Linked DNA regions of Mus musculus: all the other regions are linked to region 2. Evidence: chromatin contacts called from public Hi-C, HiChIP or PLAC-seq, Micro-C and promoter capture Hi-C data. All regions are on one chromosome and are shown on one strand. Each heading gives the region's core, a stretch centred on a gene start, on an enhancer-like site or on the middle of the called end of the contact. The rest is flanking DNA. Distances are from core to core; before and after follow the strand shown.

Region 1 (2,910 bases), core at 177-2,676, 310 kb before region 2:
TTTTTTTTTTTTTTGGTTTTTTTTCGAGACAGGGTTTCTCTGTGTAGCCCTGGCTATCCTGGAACTCACTCTGTAGACCAGGTTGGCCTCGAACTCAGAAATCCGCCTGCCTCTGCCTCCCAAGTGCTGGGATTAAAGGCGTGCGCCACCACGCCCGGCCCAATGCGTTTCATTTTAATCAGTACAGGTGAGAGACAGTTAACAGTAAATCCAACATCAGAGTCAATGGCCGTAAAATTACTGGGAAAAAGCAAATTAGATGCAATTCTACTTGTTACATCATAGGTTGCAACCACAGGTTGGCTACAGATTCATATTTGACCAAAGCCAACACTCAATTAACCATTCAATTGAGAACACTGTTTGTCACAGTGTAGCCCATTCCTTAGATTAGTAAAATTTATAATAAGCATAAGCAGCTGTGTACCTGCTCCCTGGTTATAGTCTTTTCCTTTCCTCATTGTCAGTTACTTAACATTTCACAGAATACTACCAAGTCCATGAATTTGCCACACTTATTAATAATGTAGAAAATGCCATCTGTATGGTATTAATTATTTAGAGCATCCTTCATAGCAGCCTTGTAAAAAGACTTCAGTAACTTTATGGATGAAGACTAGGGTTCTAAGGCAGTAAGAAAACTGTACCATCTTGGACCAAAATCAACCATTCTGAGGTTCTGTGGGGTGCATCCTTCTTGTCCCAAAATGTCTGACCATATGTCTACAGGTCAGTAACTCCTCTGTGTTTTAGTGTCACAGAAAGTGTGGGAGAAGCTGTGACAATTTCCAAACTCTTTTCTTTTTTTTTTTTTCCAAACTCTTTTCTGACTCTTAAGTTTTTCCACGCACATAATTCTAGGTACGTAGTATTAGAGTATTGTGGAGTTTAATCCCCTGTTCATCACAAAAGTGATTAAAAACTTTTCACCAGTGTGGCTGGCAATTTTGCATCATTCAAGTCTTTGCCCCACAGTTTCTTAGGTCCTTTTTTTTTTCTTACCTCAGTGTAACCCATGCTGGCTGCAGCAATGAGGGCCTGCTGGATGGCGTGGCTCTTCTTAAACACTCCTTGCTGCTGGCCAGCCATTGTCCAGTCACACTGAATCAGAAACTTGACAACCTCTAGATGACCTCGCAGAGCAGCATGAACCAAAGCACACTGTCCATTCTTATCCAAGTGATCCACCTATGGGAAGAAAATAGAGAGAGCTGTGAACAAGGAACTCAGCCTAGATTATTGATGTCCAGTTCCTCTGTACATCCCTCTGCAGAGAACTTTCCCCAGAAAATGAGGCAAGGCTTTTGTTTTTACATTCAAAGAAAAAAACAAAACCCTCAGGTGATTTGGTTGGAATGCAGACACACTCTGGATTACAGAATGACCTTGGTGGAATACAGACACACCCTTAGTACACACACCTTTTATCCCAAACAATATAGGTGAATTTAGTTTGTAGAAAGCAGGCATGTTTGAAATGTCTAAGAGGAGAAGACAAAGTAACAAGTCAGAGGAAGACTTGACAGAATGAGTCATAGATAGGATCTGCCCAACTCTCACGAGAACAGACAGGAAAGAGAGGCTACTTAGGAGCAGTGAGGGAGAAAGAATGTGCCAATTCAGAGGACTTGAGTTGAGTTGAGTTTGGGGCAGTTCATTTTGTGGAGTTCAGAGGGAATCTTTCCAAGCAGAGCAATTCAGTCAGAAAGTGAGAGAAGCCAATTTGAATCAATCAGTTTGGAGAGGAGTTTGGGCTACCTCAATAGCCAAGTTGAACCAGCTAGCCAGAGTTCAGAAAGAACTAGAAAGATTGAGTGTATTTATCGGTAAGCGTCCTAGATAACAATTACATCTGGTGAGTAAAAGTTCTATTTATATAATAACTAACTCCCAGAAGCTGGATTATGAGTAGTGACAGAGAGTGAGGAAGAGAGGTGGCTGAGGATGGGTCTGAGGGATGTGAAGGGATGAGCTGTAGCTTCTGGTAAGCAGGTGAGAAGACTTTCTTTTTAAGGTCAATCAGATAAAGTAAATATTTATAAACCTACAAATATTTGGAAAAGGGTGATGTGAATTAAGAAGAGAAAAGAAATAACAAGTGAAATAAAGAGCAACAGACCAGGACCAAGAGCACAGGTAGAAGAAATGCTGAAAGAAAATCAAGTGCTTCCTTGTTAGGCAGGAGCATAGGCCAGTGTGGCAAAGAACACTGTTCTATGACAGACGTTCCCTGAGATAGACACTTCCTTTATCCTCCTCTTCCTCCTCCTTTTTTTTTGAGGGCCTTCCTGTATATCCCAGGCTGACTTTAAACTTGTGAGTCTCTTGCCTCAGTCTCCCAAGTCATGGAGTTACAGATGTGTACCCCCTGACTCTTCAGGGTTTCTCTATATAGTTCTGGCTGTCCTAGAACTGGCTTTATAGACTAGAATGGCCTAAACTCATGCAGATCCACCTGCCTATGCCTCCCCACGGCTGGGTTTTTTGGTTGTGCACCACCATGCCAGGTTCCACATCTTGTTTTTAGCTTAATCTTTTTTTTTTTTTTTTTTTTAAAGATTTTATTTATTTATTTATTTATTTATTTATTTATTTATTTATTTATTATATGTAAGCACACTGTAGCTATCTTCAGACACTCCAGAAGAGGGCATCATCTTGTTATGGATGGTTGTGAGCCACCATGTGGTTGCTGGGATTTGAACTCTGGACCTTCAGAAGAGCAGTCGGTGTTCTTACCCACTGAGCCATCTCGCCAACCCCTAGCTTAATCTTACTAATACAAAATACAGAAGAGATGTGATAGGATTTTGAAAAGAATAAACAGTGTAACCATCTGCTCTGGGAAAACAATGAAAAACAAGTAAAAAAAAGTGGCATGGTGGTATAGGGCAGAGATGATTCAAGGAC
Region 2 (2,803 bases), core at 186-2,685:
GACAGTATCCATGTTGCTGCATTTTATGCCAATTTACTGTATAGCGTTTTTATCTTATCTCACCATCCCATCTCAAGAGCTAAAACATACCAGAATATTCCACTATTGCCAGGCTCTGTAATTAGCCACTGCCATAGCTTTTGGCTCCAACCCTTCAAAATGCCTGAAAATTTATCCCTTTTGTTCACCATATTGTTCTGTTTTCCTTGTTCCACTTATTTTCACCTGTAAAAAAGCCAAGGCAGGGACACATGAAAAATCGTTCCCTTTGCCTAACGATCCTGAACACACAATTACAGTCAGGGTGCTTGGCTTGTTTGTCTTTTTTTGTTGTTTGTGTTTTTCTTTTTTTTCTTTTTTCCTTGAGAGGAGCAGAGGAGAGAGTGAAAGACATCCAATCTTTTCCTAATGCTAATGACCATTGTTTATGTTTTCTGGGAAACATTTTAAACATTCCACACCTGGAATAGAGAGACAGGCTACAATTGCATGGATGCTCTACATGTTGATGACAAAATCTGAAATCATTTTAGCCCCATTTTTTTCCTTTCCCATCTCACAATCAGACAATCTTTTTTTTTTTTTTTTTTTTTTGCTTTCACGTGGGTACTTTCCCCATGTCAAAAATCGCAGCTCCTCTCGATCTCCTACGACAGAATATGTAGCAAAAGCCCCATTAGTCTTTTATTATAGTACACCTCCTTCCCCAAAGGAATTATTCATGTTCCTAATAACACTTCTACCATGCATTTCTACGCCACAGAGGCCAGCCCATCCTGTGCCTTTACCTGGCACATTTCACAACTACTTTTATGCTGCATTCAGGGACACATTTTGCAACTCGTTCTGCACCACATTCCTTGCCACGTTTAGCAATCTGCCTCGCATCTCATCCCGGTCCCCGTCATCCAAAGACCCTCCAGGTACCAAATACCAAGACCAACCTCGGTGACAACCAAGTGGTAGACCCCGGAGCCCTCCGAAGCCGCCCTCGGTCCCACATTCATTCGGAGGCAGCCTGCCTTCCCCACGCCTTCGACACCGGAGGCACTTCACTGTCCGTTTCCCAGTCTCCCTGCTCGCCCCAGCCCCCGCAGCTGAGGCGTCGCAAGCGAACGCCCCTGTCACCTCACCCTCACCGACCCTTCTTCCCTGCTCGCCCAGCCCTTACCTGCCGTTCTAAGGGGCGCGGCGCACCTCGGGGTCAAGCCCGCGTGCCAGTGGTCTCCGGTGAGGACCGCGCCGCCCGCGGACGCCCCACGGAGGATCCGCACCTCAGTCGGGCTCGGCGGGGCCTCGCGGCCGGCGAGCGCTGGCAGCCCGCTGCGGTCCTCCTGTCAGCGGCGGCGCGGGGGGGACAGGCTCGCCCCTCAGCACCGCGGCGGCGGCGGGCGCCTCGCTCCGCCTCGCGCGCGGCACAGCCGGGAGGTGAGCGCGAGGGGGATGGGAACGGGGGCGGGGCCGCCCGAGGAGGCGCGCGGGGCGGCGGAGGGAGCGCGGCGCCTGCCGCCTGGGGCCCCGCGCTAGCGGCGCTCGCAGCTGGCCGCGCTGGGCGGGCGGGCGGCTGGCGCGAGGCGGCTGTGGCCAGCGGGCCCCGCCGGAGCAGCGCGCGCCCAGCAACCCGCGCCCGGCAGGCCGCTCTCTAGCGCCGCCGCCGCGCCGGGGGCGTCGCACCCTCGGAGGCCGCCCGCAGCCCCGCCCCCTCCGGGCCGGGTTGGGGAGGAGCGCGAGCGCGGAGGGAGAGCGCGTGCGTGGGGGCGCGTGCGTGGTGGAGCGCGCGCGCCCCCGCCCCCCGCCCCTCCACGGCCTGGGGGCGGGGAGGCGTTGCGAGAGCTGGTGGTGGTGAACCCCGGCTCCGCGCTGACAGAGGGGGCCCTGGCGCTGCAGGACGTGTAGGCATTTCTGGTTTCCTCAGGGGGCTTGGACTGGTGGGGTCGAAGGCATTTGGTAAGGAAGAGGAGAGGAAGCTCAATAGCTGACAAGGCCCTAAAGAGTTTGGCTCCGCCCCCCGAGATGATGTCACTCTCGAGGTGGCTGCTGCTGTCACGTGCGCCCACTTCTGGGGGCCTTTCCTCCTGCTTTGATAGCCCGAACGTTCCTCTAGACTGCCCCCGGCTCTGGTCACCACAGGCACACGTGTCACTCAAAGTCATCGACGCCAACAAGTGTCAGTTATTCCTCTCCTGCGTCTCAGTGGTAATGTGTAGACTGCTTTCAAGATGCCACCGTTGCCTTTCGAACAGGGATGGGAGGAAAAACAACAATGGCTTGGGGGCGGGGGGGGGGCGAGGGAAAATAGAGAGGAAGAAAGAAAACTGTCATCTGGAACAATTGATGACAGTTCTCTAACCTTAGCTTGCTAGACTTCAGTAAAGTTGACACGCTGCCTCTGTCATTACCAGCTTCAATAAGAACTATAGTGATTTCAAGGCACCCGGCTAAGCATAGAAAGTCATCACATTAAGACCCCATTGGAGGCTATTCAGTCATGTTTCTCCCCAAACTCTCTGCCTAGATGGTCTTCAGCTTGCTTCAAACCACGAAAACAGCCCTTCAACTTTGCAGGATTCTTGGAATAAAAATTTTTTCCCAAGTGCGTGCTACAAGATGATACAAAGCAATCATCGTTGCATATTTTGCTTGGGTGAACTTCCATCCCATTAACTGAGATGACTTTTTCGTCATCTGCTTCTTAATGAAATGCCATGATTGGAAATAGATTCACAAATTGCATCAATCAAGGGTGTTGTTTCAGTGCCGTTTAGAAGGTGGAGAAATTGATTGATTGGTTGCTTATTTTGAT
Region 3 (2,818 bases), core at 147-2,646, 420 kb before region 2:
CCCCAGAGCAGATGAGGGAAGGTTAATTTCCATCCTTGACAGCTGGGGCTGGCAGTGACAGAGTAGGTAGCTGGGAGGTGGGGGAGGGAAAGTGGAGCAAGAGGCTGTTCTATACCAGTACCAATAGCTGGCTCAGCCCAATCTCAAGTCCCTTAGAAGACATAACATGCAATTCTCATTGCTTCTCTCTAATACTAAGGAAACCAAGGCCCAGAGTGGGGATAGAAGTGGTCCAGGCTCTTTGGCTCTTAGGTCAGACCCTTCCCCCAGGGCACTCCATGATAGACAAGAAAGGTAGCCTACAGGACCCTTGGCCCAACTGAGTCTCACCATCCTTGCGATAGTAGAGGATGTCCACCTTGCACTCTTCAGCCCCAAGCAGGGCCTGCGCCAGGCGGGACACAGCACTGCTCGGAGTGTTCGGGCCAGTGAGGAAGTCACAGGTACAGGGTCGCTGCATCACCTCCACACGGGAGTAGCCGAAGAGTTCGCAGAAGCCATCATTGCAGTAGATGATGGCACAGTTCTCCATCTGTGCATTGGCAATCAGGAACTTACGACCTGGGGTGGGAAGAAAAAGGTAGGAAGACCGTGGCAGCCAGGAGTGGGTAGTTGGGAGAGAAAGATTACAGGGACCGGTGGCAGCCAAGGAGGGGATTTATACACAGGAGCAGGCAGGGGCCAGAATGAGGGAGGTGGAGGACAGAGCAAGGGAGGGTGGAAGAACCAAGAGTCCTGGGGAAAGGTCATTCCTTCTGGGAGCACAGAGGGGCATGAAGGAGGCAGGGAGCAGAAAAGTAGGGGTGTGGGAACCAAGCTTGGGGGCTAGGGTCAGTAGAGTGGGAGGAAGACCCCAGAACTCCTGGAATAATAGTTGGGATCCAGACCAGAAAGCAGGACTGTGACCAGGGAGTCAGACCTGCTCTGTGGGTGAAAAGAAGGAAGTCAGGCAAACCTCTAGGAGAGGCATGAATGGTCTGGAGGGGTAAGTGGGCAGTGACTGAGAGGGCAGGCCAGGGTTTGTAACACCAAGAAAACTGCTGTGAGCAGGTAGAAGAGTGGCATTATGCCCAAGACACAGCACATATGGAGGAGGTGTTGGGGACATCAAAACGAAAGATTTTGTATTCAGAATCTACCCCCCCCCCCAGCCCCCAGCCCTGCCATTTCTTTTACCCCATCAGAAGTTAGTGAAGAGTTTGGCTGCTCCTGCCATCCAACCCGTACTGCAGAGAGTCCCCCACACCCCCAAACCTCACACTTACTCTGGCCCTCAAACTTGCGGATGATGGTGTCCAAGTAAGTGTTTTGGGGAGCAACGTGGCCCCTGCGGACTGGCATCTTTCTGTAACACCACTTGCTGGGAGTGACCGGTGCCCTGGCTTCTGGCGTCTCCGTCAGTCCTGGGGCTCAGCAGCGTCGGGCTGGGGTGGGCGCCGCCCCCGGGGAGGGCTATCGGGCCCCGCCCGTCCTCCAGCGTCTGCCCTCCCCGCCCTCTCTAGTCCTCCCGCTCCCACGGCTCAGCGCTCCTCCTCCTTCCACGAGGCTTGCGCCCGGGAGCTGTCCGCGTCGTGGTGCTGAAATAAGCCAAGGGACGTGACAGGCAGACGGGGTTGGGGTTGGGGTTGGGGGTCAGGACAAGAGCAAATTCTGATCCATAAGGGGCTCTGAATCCTAGAGAGAGGGGCAGGGGTCCTGAACCTGGGATACTCTGAAGAACTTCTGCTCATGTCCAAATAGACAGAGACCTCAGCATCTCTTTGGACCCCTTTTGATACTGAAGTAGTTTTCCAGGCAGAGGAGGGCAGAAGTTGTTAGGGGCTTCAGATAGTTTTTTGTTGAAGGCTGTCTTCAGGGATTTACCGCTGGGACTGACTGTGGCAATGGGGCACTTAGGCCCCTTGCCCACAAATGGCCGCCACCTATTAGCAAGTGACCACTGGTAAAAGTGTCTGTGTACTGATTAAAAATGAACACACTTAGAAAAAGCAAATTGGGGTGGGGTGAAGTTTATTGAAAAAAAGGGGGGTTTTCTGAGAGGAGAAAAGAAGGGCCACAGTTCATTAAGCACCTTGGTGGACTTGGAACTTTGCAGAGGGTCCCAAGACCAATTTTGAGCCACATTTTAGTAGCAAGCATTCAAAATGAAACATGCACCTTCGGAAAAGGCCCAAGGGTGGTGTCAATGCAGAGGGGCTGAACTGGCCAATGGAGGAGGTGAAAATGCAGGAGAAAAAAATGACAAGCAGCATCCAGTGCTAGTTTGAACATCCAGATTTAATTGATGGACAGCTACGTTTTTAAGAAGTCTGAGGTTCGGAAGGAAATTTGAAGGCCTTTGAAGCAAATATTCTGGCAGAAATATAAACTTTACAAAGTGGATGGGGGGGTGGAGGGGGTGGCCAAGGAGGCTCAGTGAGGTTTCCACTGAAGTCCAGGTGAGAGGCTTAGAGTCCTGGGCGGGATGTGTCCTTGCCACAATACCTGGTGGGGGACCTTGGCCACAGTGGTTGAGAGATGAGAGGGCTGCCAAGTGTGGTTTCCTGGGGGGGCAGAGATGTCTTGGCTGTCCCTGAATGTGGGGAGCAGGCTGGCTGTGGAAGAGAAGTGGGGACAGTATTTCCTATCCAGTCAGTAGCATGGGCTTACGCAGTAAGACATTCATTCATTTGCTTATTCATTCAAGCATTTTTCTGGTCTCCACATTACAAAGAGTAATCCCGACGCATGTTGAGCCTTATGGACCTAACATCTAGTAATGAGGACAAACAACGGCATTATAGCAATAAATACACCACGGGATAATTCAGAGGTATCA
Region 4 (2,806 bases), core at 98-2,597, 490 kb before region 2:
AAATGAGCATCACAATACCTGCCCCAACTGGGGAAGCAAAATATATTTAAAATGTCACACATTCCTTAGCTAAGTCCAAGACTTTTTGATAAAGAACCAAAATTATGCAAAATATATATAAAACAGCTCAAATATTTTGTAGAAGGCATTAAAAAAACTTTTCTTAGATTACATCTTCACAGGAGAATTACAAATACTGACAAAAAGGAAATGATTTCATAGTGATCCTTTTATGTACCGAATGCCTCTTTCAAAAAGTTACATAGTTGCAGGGGTAGCGCAGGATAAATATAAAAGCCGGGTTTTTCCAAAAGTAGGGTTTGAGTTATAACCCTCAGCGCTCAAGGATTCTTAACTTCCAGTAATCTGCGAGGAGCGCAGCTCGCATTTCTCAAGCCTGCTATTGCTAACAGGGATCCGCGTCGAATAGCGTCGCAGTGGATGCCCCGCATACCCTCCCCCCGCGTCCCCCTCCCCCGCGCAGGAGAGCGCACAGAGCTCCAGAGCAAAGCCCCGGGAACTCACAGGCCAGCCTGTGTGAGCAAAGGGAAGGAAATGACACAGGCAGGAAAAAAAAAAAAAAAAAAAAGCAAATCAAGGAAAAGACACAACAGCAGCTGGGCCTGCACCAGGCTCCAGCCCCGGCCCCACACTGAGCTCCGGCTCCCCCACCCTCAAGCTCGCGCGCCAGCTCGCTGGGGACCGCAGTGGGCCGCCCGACGGGCCTCGGTCCCGCAGACCCCTCCCCGGGATACGCCGGCCGCATGCCCGGAAAGAGAGTTGCCGAGTGGGTTTGGCCGGTAGGGCACCCCCGGAGGTAGCCAGAACGGCGCCCCGATCGAGGCACCGCGGAGAGGCGAGCGGTCCGCGATCCTCAGCCCCGGGCCCGGCGAACTGTCCATGCCTTGTCAGGCGGCGGCCCAGGGTCCTCCTCCCCTCAGCCTGGGGCGGGGCGTCGCGAAGCAGCGCGGGCACAGGCCGGGGCGGTGGCGGTACTCACCCATGGTGGCGATGGCGGAGGCGGCGGTGGCGACTACAGCCCAGAAGTGTCACCTCCGCAGCCGGGGCTGCATGCCGGGGGAGCGGGCGGCGGGGACGGCAGCGGGCCTGGCTCCGCGCGGGGGCCGTGGGCTGCGCTCGGGGCCCCCGCCGCCTCCCCAGGCTCCGGCTCCGGCCGCGGCCGGGCGCTGTGGCATGAGCAGGTTGGCCCGCTACATCCCCGGCGCTCCCAGGCTCGGCCCAACCCGGCCTCGGCGGCGCCACTCGACCGGGCCGCCTGCGAGTCCTGAAGTCCAGAAGACGCTCCGACCGGCCACTGTTCTCCACCTCAGGAACGCTCCGAAAAACAAACCGCTGGGCGCGCAGCAAGCCTTGCAGCCTGTCACTCATGCCAGCATCTGCCAATCGCATGCAGCCGCTGGGCCTTGGCACTACCCCCACTCTCATTACCAGCCAATAACCAGGAGGAAGTCAGATACTCCCGCCTCCTCCTCCCCGCTCTCTCCCAACGCCCTCACTCTCATCCGCCAGCTAATCACGACGGACCAATCCCGCCTACTCTCACAGGATGCCAATGGGCGAAGTCAAGGCGATTTCCGAGGGCTGGCTAGAGCCTGCCAATCACTGAGACAGCGCCCGTCCTCTCGCGCCTAGCCAATCACGGAGAGAGCGCTGAGTACCCGCCGCGGAGTGTCGCTAGCTGGCGCTCTCAGCCTCTCTGGCCAAGGTGTGGGCTGCTCCAATCACTGCTCCGGCTTGAGGCTCCGCCCACAACCCTCTGCTCAGTTGCGGAACCCTCGGCGGGCGCGCGGGCTGGCGCCGTTCCCCTCGGCGGCTACCCCGGCCTGGCGCCTTGCAAAGTCGTCTTCTGTAGAGGCCCTCAGAAAAAGAAAACCTTCGGCCCTATGGTTGTCGGTTGTTGGCGACCTCGAGGTGCTGAGGTGTCCGGCCCCTGCTGGGGCAAAGTGTCTGGCGCGGATTGGGCAGGGAAGGTTTGGCTCGATGCTTTCAGGCTACTTGAGCTGCGCGATACCCTGAGTAGCCTCGGCTTACAGGCAGGGGGATGGTCTTGTTACTTCTCTCATCCCCCTGGGTCTCAGACCTCCGAGGCCACACCTGATACTCCGTCTTCAAAGGCTAGGCTAGTGCTGGAATGTGGGTCCCCACATTCTGAGTTCTGCTAGAGTTGCTTTTGGACAAGTTTTGCTCTTAGAATTATAAAAGCGAGACACGTTTTTAAAAGAAAACTTAAAAGTGCAGGAAAACAGAAAGAAAAGCCCTACCCTGAAGATAGTTTTATCTATTTCCTACCTAGATATGCAACGTTAGACAAAAAATAACTTCATATTGTTTTCTGGTGTGCTTACACTTTTGTGCTTCCTGTGCCACTAAATATTGTCTCAAAACAATTGTACTGGCTGTGTGATCTTTCAAAAGAGCATTGTGATTAACTTTTTCAACCTCCATTGTTTCAATAATTCATACACCCAGTCTTAAGATTCCAACTCTACCACAGTTAGTGTGGCTTCCCTTTCTCTGGAGACAGTTCCAATGACATATTTCAGATTCCAGAAAAATCTGATGCCATTTTCAGTTGTCATTTAGAAACACTTACCTTAGGAGGTGGCTTTGGAGTATCAGATCTCTTAAGGAGTGTCTTACGCAATTCTTTTTCTTCATCCCCACTCTCAACCCATACTATTAACTTTATTGTCCTCTCTCTCTCTCTCTCTCTCTCTCTCTCTCTCTCTCTCTCTCTCTCGTGTGTGTGTGTGTGTGTGTGTGTGTGTGTGTGTGTGTACGAGGT
Region 5 (2,894 bases), core at 3-2,502, 350 kb before region 2:
GATAGAAATGTAACTAGGAATCCTGGTTTTCCCCTCAGCTTTCTGCACTGGGTAGCCCTGGGGAGAAAGAATGTGCCAGGTGGGAGTGGGTCTGCCTTAGGTCTGGCGTCCTGGTTATGAGGACAAAATTTATTCTGCTCGGTGCCTTTTTTTGCTCCTTAAGGCCTTTCGCTCAGAGACCCCCTCCCTGCATCGTGAGTGTGTGTGAGTGTATGTGTGGTCGTCATAACTCTAGTCTTTCCCATACTGCCACACTGGCGGTCAGGAAATGCACTGTGAAGCAGTCAGCTTGGAGACTTGAAGGAATGAGGTAGGGGATGATCCAACAAAGGACTCTCCCAACAGGAGCCTCCCCGGGTCTTGGAAGGCACTTTAAGACCAACACTTAAACAAGATTCCATCCTGCCAAAATCGGTCCCTCCTTTTCCTCCCAGGAGCCCAAATATACCCAGCAAACAATGAGAAATGGCTCAGCGCCATGTTTAGTTTATAAGCATGTATTTATTGCCTGCACCACCAAGGAAGCTGTTGCTTACCTTAAAAAGCCCATTAGCTTCTGCCAGACGAAAAGTTACCATAAGGTAATTCCGGTTTTTGGTTCTCTCTCAACCGTACACTAGACAGCATACCCACCCTCTAAGAAGGAGCCCCCGCCCCAATTCTGGCTTCTACCAGTGGGCAGCTCCCAGCATGCTGAGGTGTTCCAGGGACTGCCTTCACAGTCATGCTTTGCCTCACAAGGTAAAATACCCCATTTCTCTCCTCCTCTCCGTGAGTCTGGCCAGGCATCCAACAGGAAAGAACCTTTTGTTCCCAGCTTGTAGGAAGTCTGAGCTAGGCTCTTATCTATTCGTAGCATTTCCTGGATAGCGGGCCAGGATCTGCTAAGCTCCCAGCCTTGGTCTTGGCAACAGTCTTAAGTACAGACCTTGGCATACACCAGGTCTAGGACTTAAATGAGAAGTTGGAAGGACACAATTTACCCTTAGATTGGTGTCTCTGTCTCTCTCTCTCTCTCTCTCTCTGTGTGTGTGTGTGTGTGTGTGTGTGTGTGTGTGTGTGTATCCTGGAGTGGAAAAAATGGGAGGCAAACTGTATCAACAACAGTGTCTATGTGGTCAATGTGGCTGGTGTGCAGATGCGGAAGGGCAGGGTTATTCCCAGCCTTCCAGTAAAGTGTAAAGTGCCATCTCCGCCCACGAGGGCTGGAAGAGGTGACCCTGGGTTCCCGGAGCTGAGCTTGGGCCCAGGCCAGGCCTGACACCTAGCGGCCTCCTGGGTTTGGGCGTGGAGAGTAGCGAGCGAGAAGCTAGAGACCGGGAACCCGGGCGCCGAACCCGCGCCGCTAACCTTCCCCGCACGCCGGTCCCGAGCCAGTCCGGAGCCAGTCCCGAAGCTGCTGGAGTTCGGGTCCTGAGTGCGGGTCGGTGTAGCCGAGGTGCCCTACCGAGTGCCGGCGCCTGGCGGGACTTCCGGCGCAGGTGACCGTCGCCTCCTCGCGCGCGCTACCGCTTCCCCGCCGCCGCCCCGTCTCCATGGCGACGCCGTCGCGCCGAGGCTCGTGGAACCTGCCGAGCGTCCGGGGCGCGGCGCGTGGACGCGCGCAGGCCTGGCGGCGGCGGGACAAGGTAGGCGACGGGGAGGTGGGGAGCCGAGTTCCGCGCGGAGGGGCGGAGGGGACTGTGGCCAGGTGAGGCAGGGCTTCGAGCCGCCCTTCCGCGCGCACCTGCCCGCACCGACCCGGCGCTGCCCGGCTTGTCCCCTGACGCGGGTGTTGTGCTGCTGGCACCCGGCAAGGCAGCCGGGGGAGCGCGGGCCGCGTCTGCCCGAGTTAGAATGGGGACTGCTGGTGACTTGAATTCAAGTCCAGGGGCCTGCGGCTGTACTGTAGAACAAAGTGGGTGGGAGTGGACCAATCTGCATTCGCCACGACTGAGCTCCCACTGTCCCCGCGGCCGGTCCCTGCGCTCAGGTGCGGGCCTGGTGGATCCTCTTTCTCTTCTTCCGCATCCCACCGTCCTCGGGCAGGATAACTAGTTCCTATCCTGGCAGAACGCCTGGCTTCGTGCTTTGGCCTTGGAAGTGACTCAGGGGCGGAACTTCTCGGAGAGAGGGATCTGCTGCCGCCTCTGACTCCTGGAGTGGTAGCCAGGCCACCTCCCCCTTTCCGGTCACTTCTCTTCTTACCCTTACCACCTTTCCACAGGCGCTGCAGCACCACAAGTCACAGACACTTTTGGTTGCCCTTCCTTTTTTTGTCTTGGCAATTTTCTTTAAGAAAAGCCCCATCTCCGATACCTGAGTTCTGTCCGCTTCTTAACAAAACAAAAAGCAAAGTGTTCTCACCTCCCTTAGATACCTTGATTGCTCCTCAGCACTTGGATCTGGGAGGAAAATACTGGACTGCTCCAACCCCACCCCTTGTAGGAGGAGCTCCTGGAACCAGAAGTAGAGTTGCACACAGATGCCCTGCCCTGCCATTGTCCCTGGGTAGGCAGAGCCCAGGTTTCTTGAACTTACAGACATCTGAATGCTGGGATTAAAGGCCATGCCAGGCCTTGCGTTCCATTTTCTAATCGCCTCACAATTAATTAGAGTACAAGTGGGAATATGAAATTTCAGACATTAAAATTACCACCTAGGTCACTTGTGGTGACAAGAGGCTGTGTTCCTAGAATGTGGGAGCCTGATGCAGGGAGACTGAACGTTTAAAGCCAGCAGACCTACAGAGGGAGATCTTGGTCTAACGCCCCCTCCCCCGCAACAAGAACTAAAGGCAGACTGTTTGACAGTCTTCCTCGCTCTAGAAGTTTGTACTCTATAGGGGGAATGAATGGGTTGGTGGTGGGGCAGGAGGGATCTGGTCATCTTCATGGGTCCGTTGACGTCACTAT
Region 6 (2,796 bases), core at 230-2,729, 280 kb after region 2:
GGTGTTGGATGGAAAGAGGCTTTCCAGGTCACCAGAGTATAGCAGGAATCTCTCTGGTACTGCCAAAGCGGTGGTCCACCCTTTCCATGTCTCAGATGTCCGGGCTATCACCATGGAAACTTATTCCCATGCACAGACAGAGAGTGGGTTTTAAAGCAATGTGGCAAGGCGGGTTTTATTTCTCCACAGAAACCTCCTCGCTGCCCCTGAAGCTTACCAGACTCCTCCAGAGCAGACCGGGCCAGAGGTGGGAGCCCTTAGCTAACCGGCTGCTCTCTAGGACAAGCTGAAGACATTGCTGCTGAAGGAAGCGGTTGAGGAGCTAATTTGAGCCCGGTGCCTGACATGCAGCAGCAGACTCAGGAAATCGCTGTTGAACGAAAGGCATGTGCTACGAAATCCTGAAGGCTCGCTGGAGCAGAGGCGAGGACAGGAGGGTGTTCCAGGCTGGGGAACCGCAGGCCCAAAGGCCAGACACTGGAATCTGAAACTGGGGCCCCGGCCACCATCTGGCTTAGCTCTTGGAGAGCTGGTGACTCTAGGGGGTGGGGGGGGGGGGAGATCTGACCTAAAGATTGCAGTGTGGCCTTCAGTCCTTCAGCATCCCTCTTATTAGTCCCCTCCCCAGGTCACATAGAGGGAGAGGTGAGGCTGTCATTCCAGGGAGAGCCAGAGCCTGGCTCAGGGGCTGCCAGCCAAGAGAAGCAGCTGTTTTTAATTGGCCTTAAGGTCAAGCCTGGAAATGTCCTTGAGTCAGCAGAAGCTGCCAGCTCCACTTTGCTAAGGGGTCAGCCCTGGAGACCCAGCAGTTCACCCTACATTCCCTCTGCTAGACTGTGCCCATATAGTTGTAGACACAGGGACTCTGGGCAAGGGGGTGGAGCCATCCCTCCCCTCGAGACACACAGTCCTACCCCACTTCACCCTACCAAAAACCTGAGGTGGGTTTCCCTCTCTCCTCTCCTTCCTCCTGCTCAGCAGCTATCAGTTCCTGCCTGTCCAAACTGTGGGCCACCCATTGCTTCAAGTGCTTTTGCCTAACCCTTTGCCCGCAGCACAGGCTGCTCTGCCCTTTGCTGTGCAGTCGCCACGGGATGGATTCCTCTCTCCTTCTTTTCCAGACATGTCCTTCCTTCTGGTTTAACATGTGGGCTGACAAGTGTGTTATCCGATGCCTGACGGGAATGAGTGTAGGCGTGAGATTCTCGTCTCCCTGTTAAATGCAAGAGACCTTGCTGGAGACTGTGGGAAGCCTAGATCTGTGCGCTTTCCGGTGGATCTGAAGTCCTGGCCCAGGAAAAGGGTCTTGGTGGGGCTTGAACCCTGGGGTTTTCTGGGAACACAAACCTTCACCACCCTGGCTCTCTCCCTGGCTTGTTGGGACGACTGGATCTTAGCCAGGCGTCGTGGCAGATGTCTGCAGTCTCAGCACTCAGCAGGCTTGAGGCAAGATGACTGGTACTTAAGAGGCCAGCTGGGGCCACAGAGTAAGACCCTGTTCTAAAACATACACAAAGGCTGGATCAGTGGTTAAGAGCACTCATTGCTCTTCCATAGGATCAGAATTCACTTGCCAGTGACCATGTAAGGCAGCCTGTAACTCCAGAGCCACAGGATCTGATAGATACTCTCTTCTGATCTCCTAGGGTACCTGCATACACTCGCGGGCACACGTGTACACACACACACACACACACACACACACACACAATTTTATTAAAACAAACAAACAAACAAACACACAAACGAACACCTCTAAAAGGCAAACACAAACAAAACGGGGGGGAGGGGGGGAGGCTGGAGATCATTCGGCCCACCCTGATGGCTTTTGTCTTCTCATGACCAAGCATCACCAATGCCTTTTCAGCCTGTCCCTTCCCAGGCTTCATCTTCCATGACAAAGCCTAGAGCCACCTAGAGTCCACAAAAGCAGAGACTCTCTTTGCTACTCTCAGGATCAGCTCCTTCACTAAAGACCCAGACCCGCATCCCCGACCATCCCAGGAGCCTACCACACCCGCGAGGGCCTGGCTCAGGTCCCTGCCCGGGGCGCCCTGAGATCTGTGCCCAGCTCACCCGGCCCTCTCCCCAGAGGCCATCTGCGAGCCCCCAGCCAAAACAAACAGCCCATCAGCCACTTCCTTCCCGATGAGGGCACTTGCACAACCACGGATACTGTGACGATGACGGCAGGAAATGATTTTCTAGGCCAGCACAGTCCAACCCCACTGCCCCGGGCCAAAATTGGAATTCAGACCCGGACACGCGTGGGTGAAATACATCCACGCCAAAGCGCTGCCCTCGGCAACCTTGAGAGGATCTGCCCCCAACAACCGCCAGTACTCTATGAAGGCAGGTCTCCAAGGCTCCTGGGAGCCATCAGTGTGTGGGAGGGAACTATGAGCGTATTATTTCAGAGAATCACTTATTTCTGAGTCCCGGCCTCTATACCAGGTTAGACACCCACATAACTGCTGGGGATGAATGGCTGAGTGAACGTATTTGGAGACATCCACACACATTTCAGAAAAGCATCATTCCTTTAAATTTAATTTTGACTTCGGGGGTGGGGGGGGGCAGCAAGGACTGAAATACTAGAAATATCATTTTTGCTCTTACAGGGACGGTGTTTGGAGGCTCTCACTTGCCATACCGTGGTAAGCTTTCCTAAAATACAGACTCTAACAAAACTAGGCTGACTCAAAGCCCCGTAATAGTATCCCTTACTGAGGAGTGGAAAAATCATTGTAGAAACGTTGAAGCACAAGCATAGAGTCAGAAAATAAAATTAATATG

The links. Promoter capture Hi-C pulls out the DNA fragments that hold promoters and counts their contacts. Hi-C and Micro-C count contacts between places; a contact is called where the count stands out from the background. HiChIP or PLAC-seq counts read pairs in DNA pulled down with a chosen protein or histone mark.
Region 1: a contact with region 2 is called in an H3K4me3 HiChIP or PLAC-seq map of embryonic stem cells, with 18 read pairs. The contact joins the enhancer-like site here to the promoter of Tanc2 in region 2. A contact is called at or near these places in 14 of 39 promoter capture datasets (the 3T3-L1 cell line, 3T3-L1-derived adipocytes, the C10 cell line and 9 more), 45 of 484 Hi-C or Micro-C datasets (the AML12 cell line, CD4 T cells, DN3 thymocytes and 29 more), 16 of 115 datasets of contacts at active chromatin or transcription factors (bone marrow-derived macrophages, craniofacial prominence, effector CD8 T cells and 12 more) and 4 of 9 other capture datasets (adipose tissue, embryonic stem cells, liver and 1 more).
Region 3: a contact with region 2 is called in a promoter capture Hi-C map of the SN4741 cell line, with 4 times the contacts expected there. The contact joins the promoter of Kcnh6 here to the promoter of Tanc2 in region 2. A contact is called at or near these places in 4 of 39 promoter capture datasets (the 3T3-L1 cell line, the SN4741 cell line, embryonic stem cells and 1 more), 1 of 484 Hi-C or Micro-C datasets (frontal cortex) and 2 of 115 datasets of contacts at active chromatin or transcription factors (astrocytes and embryonic forebrain).
Region 4: a Micro-C map of embryonic stem cells shows a contact between it and region 2, with 7 times the contacts expected there. The contact joins the promoter of Map3k3 here to the promoter of Tanc2 in region 2. A contact is called at or near these places in 6 of 39 promoter capture datasets (the 3T3-L1 cell line, cranial neural crest, hematopoietic stem and progenitor cells and 3 more) and 3 of 484 Hi-C or Micro-C datasets (all in embryonic stem cells).
Region 5: a contact with region 2 is called in a Micro-C map of embryonic stem cells, with 3 times the contacts expected there. The contact joins the promoter of Cyb561 here to the promoter of Tanc2 in region 2. A contact is called at or near these places in 7 of 39 promoter capture datasets (the 3T3-L1 cell line, the SN4741 cell line, cranial neural crest and 3 more), 2 of 484 Hi-C or Micro-C datasets (both in embryonic stem cells), 7 of 115 datasets of contacts at active chromatin or transcription factors (craniofacial prominence, embryonic midbrain, embryonic stem cells and 3 more) and 3 of 9 other capture datasets (embryonic stem cells, liver and macrophages).
Region 6: a Hi-C map of bone marrow-derived macrophages shows a contact between it and region 2, with 22 read pairs. The contact joins the enhancer-like site here to the promoter of Tanc2 in region 2. A contact is called at or near these places in 9 of 39 promoter capture datasets (the C10 cell line, the HPC-7 cell line, cranial neural crest and 5 more), 6 of 484 Hi-C or Micro-C datasets (bone marrow-derived macrophages, embryonic stem cells and muscle stem cells), 19 of 115 datasets of contacts at active chromatin or transcription factors (astrocytes, bone marrow-derived macrophages, craniofacial prominence and 13 more) and 2 of 9 other capture datasets (adipose tissue and embryonic stem cells).

What each region holds. Positions count from the first base shown.
Region 1 is chr11:105,897,962-105,900,871 of GRCm38.p6, reverse strand. Tanc2 (tetratricopeptide repeat, ankyrin repeat and coiled-coil containing 2) reads right to left here. Exons shown (of 26, transcript NM_181071.3): 17 at 1,003-1,188. Among named protein-coding and RNA genes, the nearest start is that of Cyb561, 45 kb to the left of the region's middle. Within about 2 kb of position 1,426, at least 19 of the 459 cell types and tissues checked have an H3K27ac peak or open chromatin away from gene starts, as enhancers often do. A contact at or near this core is called in the HL-1 cell line, embryonic stem cells and extraembryonic endoderm stem cells, where this site is marked.
Region 2 is chr11:105,588,618-105,591,420 of GRCm38.p6, reverse strand. Tanc2 (tetratricopeptide repeat, ankyrin repeat and coiled-coil containing 2) reads right to left here and starts at 1,435. Exons shown (of 26, transcript NM_181071.3): 1 at 1,172-1,435.
Region 3 is chr11:106,006,726-106,009,543 of GRCm38.p6, reverse strand. Kcnh6 (potassium voltage-gated channel, subfamily H (eag-related), member 6) reads right to left here and starts at 1,396. Exons shown (of 13, transcript NM_001037712.2): 1 at 1,266-1,396; 2 at 331-561. The coding sequence starts at 1,341. Ace3 (angiotensin I converting enzyme (peptidyl-dipeptidase A) 3) reads right to left here. Exons shown (of 15, transcript NM_001101453.3): 15 at 1,994-2,594. The region is part of intron 2 of Gm35971 (a long non-coding RNA gene); the gene reads left to right.
Region 4 is chr11:106,083,128-106,085,933 of GRCm38.p6, reverse strand. Map3k3 (mitogen-activated protein kinase kinase kinase 3) reads right to left here and starts at 1,347. Exons shown (of 16, transcript NM_011947.4): 1 at 1,001-1,347. The coding sequence starts at 1,004.
Region 5 is chr11:105,942,845-105,945,738 of GRCm38.p6, reverse strand. It overlaps Cyb561 (cytochrome b-561), which reads left to right and starts at 1,252. Exons shown (of 6, transcript NM_007805.5): 1 at 1,252-1,628.
Region 6 is chr11:105,311,109-105,313,904 of GRCm38.p6, reverse strand. The region is part of intron 1 of Mrc2 (mannose receptor, C type 2); the gene reads right to left. Among named protein-coding and RNA genes, the nearest start is that of Mrc2, 20 kb to the right of the region's middle. Within about 2 kb of position 1,479, at least 145 of the 459 cell types and tissues checked have an H3K27ac peak or open chromatin away from gene starts, as enhancers often do. A contact at or near this core is called in the HPC-7 cell line, adipose tissue, bone marrow-derived macrophages and 8 more, where this site is marked.